3 separate regions of the Mus musculus genome follow, and regions 1 and 2 are each linked to region 3. A link is a contact called in public HiChIP or PLAC-seq and promoter capture Hi-C data. All regions are on one chromosome and are shown on one strand. Each heading gives the region's core, a stretch centred on a gene start, on an enhancer-like site or on the middle of the called end of the contact. The rest is flanking DNA. Distances are from core to core; before and after follow the strand shown.

Region 1 (3,281 bases), core at 518-3,017, 390 kb after region 3:
CAGGTATCATGTGGAGAAGTAGGGCATCAAGCCAAGCTCAGAGTCGTAGTCCAGCCTGTGTTCCCTGAAACCTGATTTACAAGAACAGGCGTATTAGTTCCTCTCTGAGATTCAACCTTGTGAAGGTGCATCTTGTCAAAACTGTACGTTTTAGTGTAAGTGAGAGAGGGCTTTGACTAGGGTATAGTATGATAACTGTTATGTTGTGTGGGGTGGGGATTGTAGGCTTTGATGATAAGCTTTTGTTGTCACCATGGCTGGATTTAGAATCACCAGGAGACACCCAGACCCCTTTGTGTTGTCTGAGGATGTTTTCAGAGATTGAACTGAGAAGGGAAGACCCATGTCTGTGGCCAAATTGTCCTATTGACTGGGTTCCTAGACTTGAACAAGGAAGGAAAGGGATGGAGCCAGCTGAGCACCAGCATTTGTCCCCCTTTGCTTCTTAACTGTGGATTCAGTGTGACCAGGCCCCTCTTCTTCTCGCTGCCACAGCTTTTCAACAGTGATGATGGACTTAACCGCCTCAAACCATGAGACACGAACAAAAACTATCTTTTAAGTTGCTTTTATCATTTTTTGTTTGTTTTTATTGTTGTTGTTTTGAGTTTTTGGCTTTTCTTTTTATAGCAGGAGAAAAGTAGCTAATTCACAGGGTTTCTGCACTCATTTTGCAATGAAAGATCCTAGTAGCAGAGGTGGCAGAGGTAATCAGTAGCAGAAATGTACCAGACCCTTGTGAGGGAATGTGTTATCTCCTGCCTTGATGAGTGGCAGGTAGTTCCTTGGTCATGGTCAGTGGTGGTAGATACTTGCTGCATGGCAGTGCTCAGATGGGATGAATTGAGGGGAGAAACAGAGAATCTGGTTCTGACTTGAGCCGCTGGGTCCTGAAGGCAAAACTGTCAGAAAAAGAACAGGCAGAAGTTGGTGGAGGTTAATTGTAAGTTCAGGATTGAATATGTCACACTTGAAATTTTGGGATCCTGGTAAGATAAACTAATGTGTTTTCTAGCAGGGGATTGGAAAATGGAGCTCAAAAAGTTAGAGCCAGAGATAAAATTTAGGAATTGGTAATTGGGCACTCTGAATGAAATAACTAAAAATACTTTGTAAACTGGACAGTGTGCCATTTTTAATATATGAATAATAGTATCCCTAACATCTGTTTTCTGGACGACACAGGTAAATAGCGTTTCACTGTGCCTATTCCACTCTGTATGTGTCATGTTTATAGTATAGGAAGGAAGGCTCAGCCAAAGAAAGCACAGGTCGCCTTGGGTGGACAGCTGCTGGACAGCACAGCACAGGTGAGAAGTGTTTAGGTCTATATAGATAATAGTGATGACCTCTGGTACATGTTGGGATGGTCAGCCCTGTCTCCTGCTTAGCTACTTGTAGGCTGCCCTCGGCCTGAGGGCTCTGCAGGCCTATGGGCTTGTCTGTCTCTGTGCCTTTAAGACTTAGTGATGATTGTGTTCCCTCATGATTGAGTAAGAAGCCATCAAAAACACTGGCAGTAGCTGCTTATTCCATGTAGCTCTTACTTCCACCCAGCCCACTGTATTTTCCTGTCACCCCAAACCTTTCTGTTGTTTGCTGCAAATTTGAGTGTCTAACTCAGGCCTCTTCCCTTTTTTAATTGCTGCATGTCTCTGTTGCTGTAACCCAGAACCGTGTTTTGATATTAAGTTCTTCTCCTTGCCCTCCACATGGTGGTTAAACATTATGAAATCCAGATGATTTGGAAGCGATGTGGGTTTGCAGTTTACTTTTGGAGACATTGCTTTTGGAGAGTTCAGCATGCTACTTCTTACTCGTCTGTGGGATAGCACCGTGCCGACGCTTCCTGTTTAATTTGGATTTTTAAAATACAAACAATTCCCGTTCATTTTTATAACCCTTTAAAGTTTAGTAAAGGACGAAGGGAATGAAAATCTGAGTGGCTGGGTTGCATAAGAACCTGAGTGTTGCGTTGGTTCCAGTTCCTGTTGATAAATGCCATACAGTGTCACAGCACCCAGTCGGCATTGTGGCCAGCCAGTCCCGAAAAGCCAGCTGTGCTGCTTGCTGTGGGAACTGAGAGAAGTAGACAACTAGTCTCCAGCTCGAGGCTGTTGTCCTGGAGATAACATGTGGTTCTCTGTTGTCGGAAGGGCAGAATCAGTGGTGAGTTTCTTCAGGGTGTTGTCCTGAATGTTCTTGTGCAAACTGATCCTTAAAGAATGCTTCCTCCTGCACTCTGGCTTGTTCAAACCTGTTAATAATTAACTTGCTCATCTAGAGTGAGGCTTGTAACGTAGCTTGTAATTACATACCCAGATTGTTGTTGTTCTCTGTTTATGTTGCAAATATTTAAGGTTCATAAAAATGTGAAGTTCTTATGATATTTTTTTATTCAGGAAAAAAAAAACCCATAAGATTTAGCCCTACTAGTTATAATATGGTAGAAATGGCTTTAAATGGTAACTGCCGTTGTATAATTTGCAAAAGCAGACATAGTCAGGTGCTCATAACTTTCGGCTACATTTGATAGCTTCAGAGTAGACTTTCTCCACAGCTTTTTGATGTGCTGTTCTTTTTTAAAACATGAAAATATCAACTTATAGTTTAAATATATTAAAATATTTACTACTGTGTTTATTTTTACTACTATATATTACAGCATATTTTTACTATATATTGCAATATTTTTTTAAGAAACAATTGGCTAATTACTGCTTTTTACTACTATATATTACAGCATATTTTTACTATATATTGCAATATTTTTTTAAGAAACAATTGGCTAATTACTGCCTTAATGATGTTACAGTTAGTTCTTTTAAACTAAATACCCGAGTTTTAAGTTTTTAAATCTTAGATTAAATCATAAGGTTCCTGTACTGGCTGGTTCTGTGTCAACTTGACACAGCTGGAGTTATCACAGAGAAAGGAGCTTTTGATGCAGGTTAGCTGGAGCTAAGCAATTAGCGGTGATTAAGAAGAGACCAGCATCGTTGAGGTGACATCTTCTGAGAAGTGTTTTCTGAAAGCACAAAGAGGCTGTGTTCCAAAGATAGTCAAGGTTGTACTCCTGCTGCAGCGGGACTTGTTAATGTGTAAGGGTCACCCAGGTGGTACTGGTTTTGGAGATGCCAGTACCATGAGATGACCACCAAGAGCAGCAGCAGCAGTGGAGTACAGGCATCTGGAGCCTAGAGGACAACGCGTGTGCTACAAAGGGCCTGGCTGGAGAAGTGACCTAAGCCCTTGGAGGAGCCCAGAAGATCATGAGTTGG
Region 2 (3,233 bases), core at 261-2,760, 450 kb after region 3:
TGGGTGATAGATACTGGAGTAGGGTCCCCACAGCAATGATGAGAGGTCTCGACAGCAGTGACCATGTCTAAATAGCTACTGGTATTACTAGGCCACCTTGATAAACTCCCAACAAATGCAAGCAGCAAACTCAGCTTTGGTTGTAGCTTCTTGGCTCCTGGCCTCCTCTCCCCATCCCTGTCTTCCCTAGCCCTTCTCAATCATGGCCTTAATCTCATCCACGGGGTTAGCAAATAGCCCATCCCTGTCTCTAAGGCTAGCGTCTGTACAATGCAGGTGGGTGGGTCTGTCATGTCCCACCTCCTGTCCCTGGTTTTTGGCACTTTTCCATATCCATGTCCTCCTTTGTGGGAACATTGCAGGGCTGCTTTCTCATGTGAGCCTTTCCTGTTCACCTGCATGTTCACTCCTGTGCTAATGGTACTCCAGCATCCCTGAGTGTGCTTCGGTAGTCTGAGATGCTGGGCAGGTCCAGTGCTGTCTGAAGGAGGCATCCAGTCCCATTTGGGTATGGTATGACTTGTTAACAGTTTCGTTGGGCCTGGCAGTCTCAAGCCAAGTCAGCTATGTGGTCAGAGCTGGCAGGCAGGAGAGAGAGCCCCACAGCCTGTGCTGACTGGAGGCCTGCTGGGTTAGGACTGCCTCAAGCCCAATCTCTGTGCAGGGACCCCATCTGAAAAGGGAAGAAAGCAGACTATACAGGCTGTAGCCATCTCAGGACAGCAGTGGTACTGAGCTGGCTGAGTCACCTGAACGGTGTCAGCTGAACTGAGGATGCTTTCAGACTGCGTAGAAGATAGATGGGCATCTTCAGGACAGCCCTCCAGCTATTCAAGACTGTAACTGGGGTCACCCAGGTCTGAGGCACAGGTGTAGAGCAGCAAGTTCTTTAGGGTTAGCAGGGGTCATCAGCGTTTCAACCCAGCTTGGCAGAAGGGGTAGCCAAGCAAGTTTCGTGGCAGCATAGAATCCTAAGTTGACAGGAACTGATAAGTTATTTCTCGGCCAGTGAAATGAGCCAATTCAAGCCAGATTGGATTATATTAAATGCAGGTTTATTGGGAAGCTGTGAGTTCACTGGCCCCAAGGACAAAGGCCAGGGAAGTTGCCATGGGAAGGGAGAGAGGGGTAGGGGGAAGAGAAAGACAGAACACATGCTCAGAATGATGGGATGGGGGGAGAAAGGGGAGAAGGAGACCAAAATGTCTGGATTATGTAGGGAGGAGCCCTATATGAGGGAAGGGCCTGGCCTGGAAAGTTCATGATTGGGGGCAGGGTATGCTAGTTAGGGATAACTTGGAGGTCAGGTCTGCTTCCATATGTAAAAATATTCACCTCAGTCCCTTGTCCTGGGGTCTGAGACCAAACAGAATCCACAAACCAAAAGGAATTCTACAGCCTTCTGCTCCTCTGCCCAGGAGACTGGCCTTCTGGCTCTGTGAGCAAAGCTCACTTTCACTCTTCCCTTAAGTCAAGAAGGCATCATCCAGATGACCCAGGGAGGGTCAGCACAGGAAGCCACAAGCCAGATTCTTGAAATTCCTCCTCACCTGCCTGAGATGCCTCACATGCCCAGTATACCAGGAAATGGATTCTTGTTACAACTTAGTGAACAAATCTGCTACAGTTGAATTAAAAATGTGTGTGGCACAGAGCTGGCTGCCCTGTGTGGAAATTTCAGGGGTCAGGGCCGGTCCACTGCTGAGCTACCTTCTGTGTGGTCGATGACTGAAAGCTCTTTGCTGTTGTAGGAGCAGAAAGGAAACATTTGAGTCACAGAGCTGGTAACGTCCTTTCACATTCAGTCTGTGGATGGTTCCTGTTGGGGACACATCTGAAGGCAGAGGACAGTGGCAGGCATTGCAGGGACACCCAGTTCTCAGCTCTGGAGCCCAGGTGAAGCTGACTTTTAGGGTGGTGCTCCTTCATGAAGCAGGGCAAGACCAACAGGACTGGGCTTGAGTGTGGCCACAGTATCTGTGTTAACACGTCCATCAGCTAAGGATCCCACCCAACTCAGCCTCCCCTTTAGGTTTTATCAAGGGCAGTGTCCCTTCGGCCTTTCTTTTTCCAAAAGCTAAGGGCTTTGAGGTTGACAGTGATGTTTTTGACATACAGGAAATCACGGTGGTGATAGCATGAGACTCCAGTGAGACTTGACCCCCCAGGCTCAGCAGGACATGTGCCATGCTCCTAAGAAGACCTTTGTCCCCTGCCTTTTCCTCTGCCTCTGCCTCTTTTCTTTCATTTCATCTCCTACCCTGCAACCTCCACTCCCTGGGCTCGGCTGGTCTCCTTGGGATTTGCAGAGGGGTTTGACCTCCTGGCCAGCTCCATGCTTTGGGTCCTGTTCTCCCATCCCACAACAACCTCCCTGAGTCTTCTCTTTATACTATACACTTGTAGTATGGCACACAACATCTCTGTCCTTTTTGTGTGTGTGTGAGTATAGTATGTGTGTATGTGTACATGTTTGTATTTTTGTACGTGCGCGCACACACACACACACACACACACACACACACACACAGGCTAGAGGAGGGTGCTGGGGATTACTCTCTGTCATTCCTCACTGTAGTCTTTTCAGACAGCATCTCTCCCTGAACCTGCAGCTTGAACTTTTCATCTGGCTGCCAGTAAGCCACTTCCATCTCTGCCCCAACACACATCATAGGTGCACCCAAGACCACACCTAGTTTATATGGGTGCAAGGATCCATACGCTTGTCTTGAAGTGCCCTTAAATACTGGGCCATATTACCAAGCCCCAAATACTGCTATTTTCTTAATGGTGGCTGAACACTCAAAGCAGGCCTCAGTAGCTTGGCAGGATGCAGATTTTTTTCAGGTGTCAATGGCTCTACCTGCTCCCTTCTTTAACTGGTGATGTGTTAAATGCCCAAGATACTGGTATTGGGACCATCAGGGGACTGTAAGGCATGGATACATTGAACAGGACATGAGCAGCAGGCAGGAAAGTCTATGTCCAAGCACTTTGCAGGCTCAATTGAGGCTGTGATAATAATCAGACAAGTTGCCAAAGGTCCTGTCTGTCAGTAGTTTGTAACCTGTTGCACCTATGTACATGGCTGGGCTGCCTGTGGTGTAGCCTTGAATGCAGAAATAGTTGGAGATGTACCGAGTACCTGCTGATGTCTCTCTCTCTGTCCATCTCTCTCTCTGTTTTTGTCTCTCTCTCTATCTCTCTGTCTCTGTCTCCCCCCCACTCCCCGT
Region 3 (3,654 bases), core at 1,064-3,563:
GGAAGTAGCTGGATGTTGGTAACTGGAATGACCACAAGATGGCGCTACAACATGTCATTGCAAATGTATGTTTCCTTGAGAAGCATGGAGAGATAGAAGATGCTGCACTGCGGTCATAGGAGAAACAGGCATGTCCTTTGGGACTCCCGGCCATCACCTAATTTACTTACTAAGCTCCAGTGTTTAGACAGAGCTTCCTTACTTGCCTGGCTGGTCAGCAGGGCATAGCTTCTAGTGACAGAGGCTGACTGTCTCACTTGCTGGAAAGCCCTCTCTGATGAGCATTGTGGAGGCGCTACAGTGTTGGTGGACAGAGGTACAGACACGGTGCTATGGAAGTCTAGAGGACACCAGTTAGGGCTGCTTTTTAACTCTCTCCTCACCAAAGTATTCCTCCTTTGCACTTAATAGACAAAGGATTTTGTTTAATGCATCATTGAGAAAACAGAATAAGACAAAACACAATAAAAGGCCAAGCAGATAAACAGGACAGAAAGACTGGCTGCTCAAACAAGAACTCTGTGGCCACGCTAGCAGCTGGACAGTGTCCAGAGGAGACCATCCCTGAGGCACACTGTTCTCCCTGCTCCTTAGAGGCAGGGCAAGAGATTAAACAGCAACAGATAAAATTAATTATAAAGAAACAGTTTATGTAACCGGATATATCAGAACATGGCCATTTTGATACGTTAGGAATGGCAGGCCACAGTTACATTTAATTCTGAAGCTTTATAAATCTAGCATGAACCTCATTTACACTCTGCTTCAGTTCATCAGCTTCAACTGGTAGTCCCCCACACGGCTGCCTCAATGAATGGCTCAGCGTTGGTGTCAAGGGCCTACCTAGGTTGGCTTGGTATAAAGTGTTTTGTACCCACGGTCAGTGTCAGCAGGTAAGAGGGCACCTGTCCTCCTATGGGCATGCTCAGAACACTCTACCTACTTGAGTTTGGCAGTACCCAAGACAGAGCCTATTTCCCCAAACTCTGCCTGGACCTGAAAACTAGATTTTGCACTATTTGCTATTAATGAAGCTAGTTATAGGTCATATTTATATTCCTGGATCAACTCCCAATGTCTAATAATGGGGAGAAAGAGATAACTAAGAGACGAAGGGTCAGGAAACCCACTGTTCACTGGCACGTCAGTAGTCTGCTGCAGGGCTCAAGCTACCACTTTGGCCAAGTGACTGGGGGTGACTGCTCCCCATTTTGAGTTTGTTTTCTGGCCCTTCCTCATTGACTTTGGTCAACTGAATAGGGTGGAGGTGAGGGGTGGCCGTGACATTGGGTCTTAGGGACACTTGTAGTTCCACTCATGGCTTGCAAACTTTGTATCCAGTCCGGCTTGACAGCTTTTACCTGGGGCTAAGACCAGGGGGTTTTGGACTCCACAGCAGCCTGGCAACTTTCTCTCAAAAAAAATTAAAATGAACTGATTTCCATCAATATTAGGACAAAGCAACTGCAGTAACCGCTGATAGTACTACAGACCCAGGGAACAAGGTCACACCCTTGCAGCCTCAGGCAGCCCCCCCCCCCCCAATCCAGAGTCACAGTACATGCTCATGATCTGATGCCAGCAAGTCTCTGGTGGCTTCTCTGAAGCGCAGTTTCAGCCATATACTTAGAAAGCACAACCATGTGGAGATTGAAGAGGCCAACTCTGACTGAGAGAGAAATCCCCTAAGACAAGGGAAGACAGTCTTCACAGAGAATGGAGGACATCTATGGGAGACACACATTTATGCAAGCAGGACCATTCCCTCTCCCTAGGCAGGAGACAAAAGAAGCTGTTGGGTCCCCTGATAAGGGAAGAAGCTCGCAGAGGTAGGAGATTCGAGCCCACATGGAAGTCCCAGTTGCCACACTAAATTTAGAAGCAGTGATTATAGAGACTTCGAGGGAAAGAATAGGAATGTGAGAATTTCACACTCAGTCAAACTATTGTTGGACTTGAGCGGAGAAGAAAACTGTCTGACCACCCACACACAGAGTGATTATTCAGTAAAGCATATCGCCCACCCAAAAGTAAAACACTCAGAGATGGAGAGTCCAGCTCCAAATTCCAGTCTTTTCCTAACTCTTCCCTTAAAAAAAAAAGTTCCAAGTCAAATTAGTCTCCCACGATGGTTATAAACAGGGTGTATTGGTCCAGTGAGTCTGGGAACACGCACGTTTCCTTAGCAGTGACTAACATGATGGCACACCCATTTCCCCCAGTGCCTGCCAACTATTCACCCCCCCCCCCAGTTCTCTCCTAGGCTCCCCGTCTCAGTAGAGGACCTCCCACTGCCACCAAGCCAGAGGAGAGGAAAGTCATGAAGGTTGACTGGCTGCTGCTGGTCCTGAGTCAGAGCTCTGTGTCACCCTGCGTCGCACGCAGATGTCTGATAGGATGGATATGATGCAGAACATCCTGGGTATTTTGGAGCCACGCCCACACGTGCCTACTGGGGCACTGCCCATGGAAGAAGGAACCACAAGTAGCTACTAACCAAGCTCCAGGGTATCCCTGCTGTCCCCGGTCCTGGGAATGAGGCAGTGTCCACTCTCGGTCTGATTGCTGTGTGTTAGCAGCTGTCTGTGAGTCCCAGAAATAAATATGTAATATTGAGCTGCCAGTCTAGACTTAAAGATCCAAATAAGCTCAATTCAGAAGCATGAGAGATGAATGGAAGCCTGGGCATGGCCACTTACTACTTATAGATAGAAGTGCTCACTAACAGCTCCAAAGCTCATGAATAAACTCCAGTGAGAGGGCTGGAGAGATGGCTCAGTGGTTATGGGCACTGGCTGTTCTTCCCAAGGTCCTAAGTTCAATTCCCAGCAACCACAGGGTGGCTCACAATCATCTATAAAGTATCTGGTGCCTCCTTCTGGCATGCAGAAGTACATACAGATAGAATACTCACATAAAATAAATAACTATTCAAAACAAAACAAAAAACCACCAACGAGAAAGAAAAGAGATAAAGCCACAGCTTCATCAAGCTCCCTTCTCATCTCTGCCAGAGAGAAAAGAAGCCAGGAAAGAGGACTCTGGAAACTCCACAAGCCAACCTGACCTAGTGGACATTAGCAGCCTGCTAAGTCCATGGTACAGACTGCAATGATTTCCAGATGCTCATGGAACATGGATCAAAACAGGCCATACTTTGGACTTTAAATCAAGTCTACACAGTGACCAGAACCAAGATCACACACAGGGTGCTTCCTCCAACTGGAGGCATACCCACCCTGTGGTAGAGCAATTCCCTAGAATGCACAAAGCCATGGATTAGATCTTGACACCAAACGCACACATGGGAACTAAATTTGCAATCTGTAATGGAACTCTGAATAACCTCCAATTACTTGGAAACTAAATGACACTCCTTTCTGTTGCTAGACTGTGAAAGTCAAGTCCCAAGTGTGTTAGGTCCGATGGCTACACCGTGAAGCACCTGGAGGTCTGGGCAGACAGGGCAGAAGGACCCTTTCTCTCAAGCCAGAGGCCCATAACTCTGTCACTGGGCAGAAATCTGGGTGCTGGCAAGGCTGCACACCTGGAGGCATTAGGGGAGAATCTATGTGCCCCCTCAAGTTCTGGTGTGCCTAGACACCCTGGCACTGATCGTCTCGTATTCCCCATCTCCTTCGTGCCCACACGGAG

What was found. HiChIP or PLAC-seq counts read pairs in DNA pulled down with a chosen protein or histone mark. Capture Hi-C pulls out chosen DNA fragments and counts their contacts.
Region 1: a promoter capture Hi-C map of adipose tissue shows a contact between it and region 3. The contact joins two enhancer-like sites. A contact is called at or near these places in 2 of 484 Hi-C or Micro-C datasets (cortical neurons and embryonic fibroblasts), 5 of 115 datasets of contacts at active chromatin or transcription factors (embryonic basal ganglia, embryonic stem cells, extraembryonic endoderm stem cells and 1 more) and 3 of 9 other capture datasets (adipose tissue, embryonic stem cells and liver).
Region 2: a contact with region 3 is called in a FOXA1 HiChIP or PLAC-seq map of pancreatic cancer cells. The contact joins two enhancer-like sites. A contact is called at or near these places in 1 of 15 datasets of contacts at CTCF or cohesin (the NIH/3T3 cell line), 2 of 484 Hi-C or Micro-C datasets (bone marrow-derived macrophages and nephron progenitors), 3 of 115 datasets of contacts at active chromatin or transcription factors (epiblast stem cells, extraembryonic endoderm stem cells and pancreatic cancer cells) and 2 of 9 other capture datasets (embryonic stem cells and embryonic tail).

The regions. Positions count from the first base shown.
Region 1 is chr17:13,865,549-13,868,829 of GRCm38.p6, forward strand. The region is part of intron 22 of Afdn (afadin, adherens junction formation factor); the gene reads left to right. Among named protein-coding and RNA genes, the nearest start is that of Gm7168, 81 kb to the right of the region's middle. Within about 2 kb of position 1,768, at least 134 of the 459 cell types and tissues checked have an H3K27ac peak or open chromatin away from gene starts, as enhancers often do. A contact at or near this core is called in adipose tissue, embryonic fibroblasts and pancreatic cancer cells, where this site is marked.
Region 2 is chr17:13,919,386-13,922,618 of GRCm38.p6, forward strand. No RefSeq gene overlaps it. Among named protein-coding and RNA genes, the nearest start is that of Gm7168, 27 kb to the right of the region's middle. Within about 2 kb of position 1,511, at least 83 of the 459 cell types and tissues checked have an H3K27ac peak or open chromatin away from gene starts, as enhancers often do. A contact at or near this core is called in pancreatic cancer cells, where this site is marked.
Region 3 is chr17:13,472,583-13,476,236 of GRCm38.p6, forward strand. No RefSeq gene overlaps it. Among named protein-coding and RNA genes, the nearest start is that of Rnu6, 42 kb to the left of the region's middle. Within about 2 kb of position 2,314, at least 44 of the 459 cell types and tissues checked have an H3K27ac peak or open chromatin away from gene starts, as enhancers often do. A contact at or near this core is called in adipose tissue, embryonic fibroblasts and pancreatic cancer cells, where this site is marked.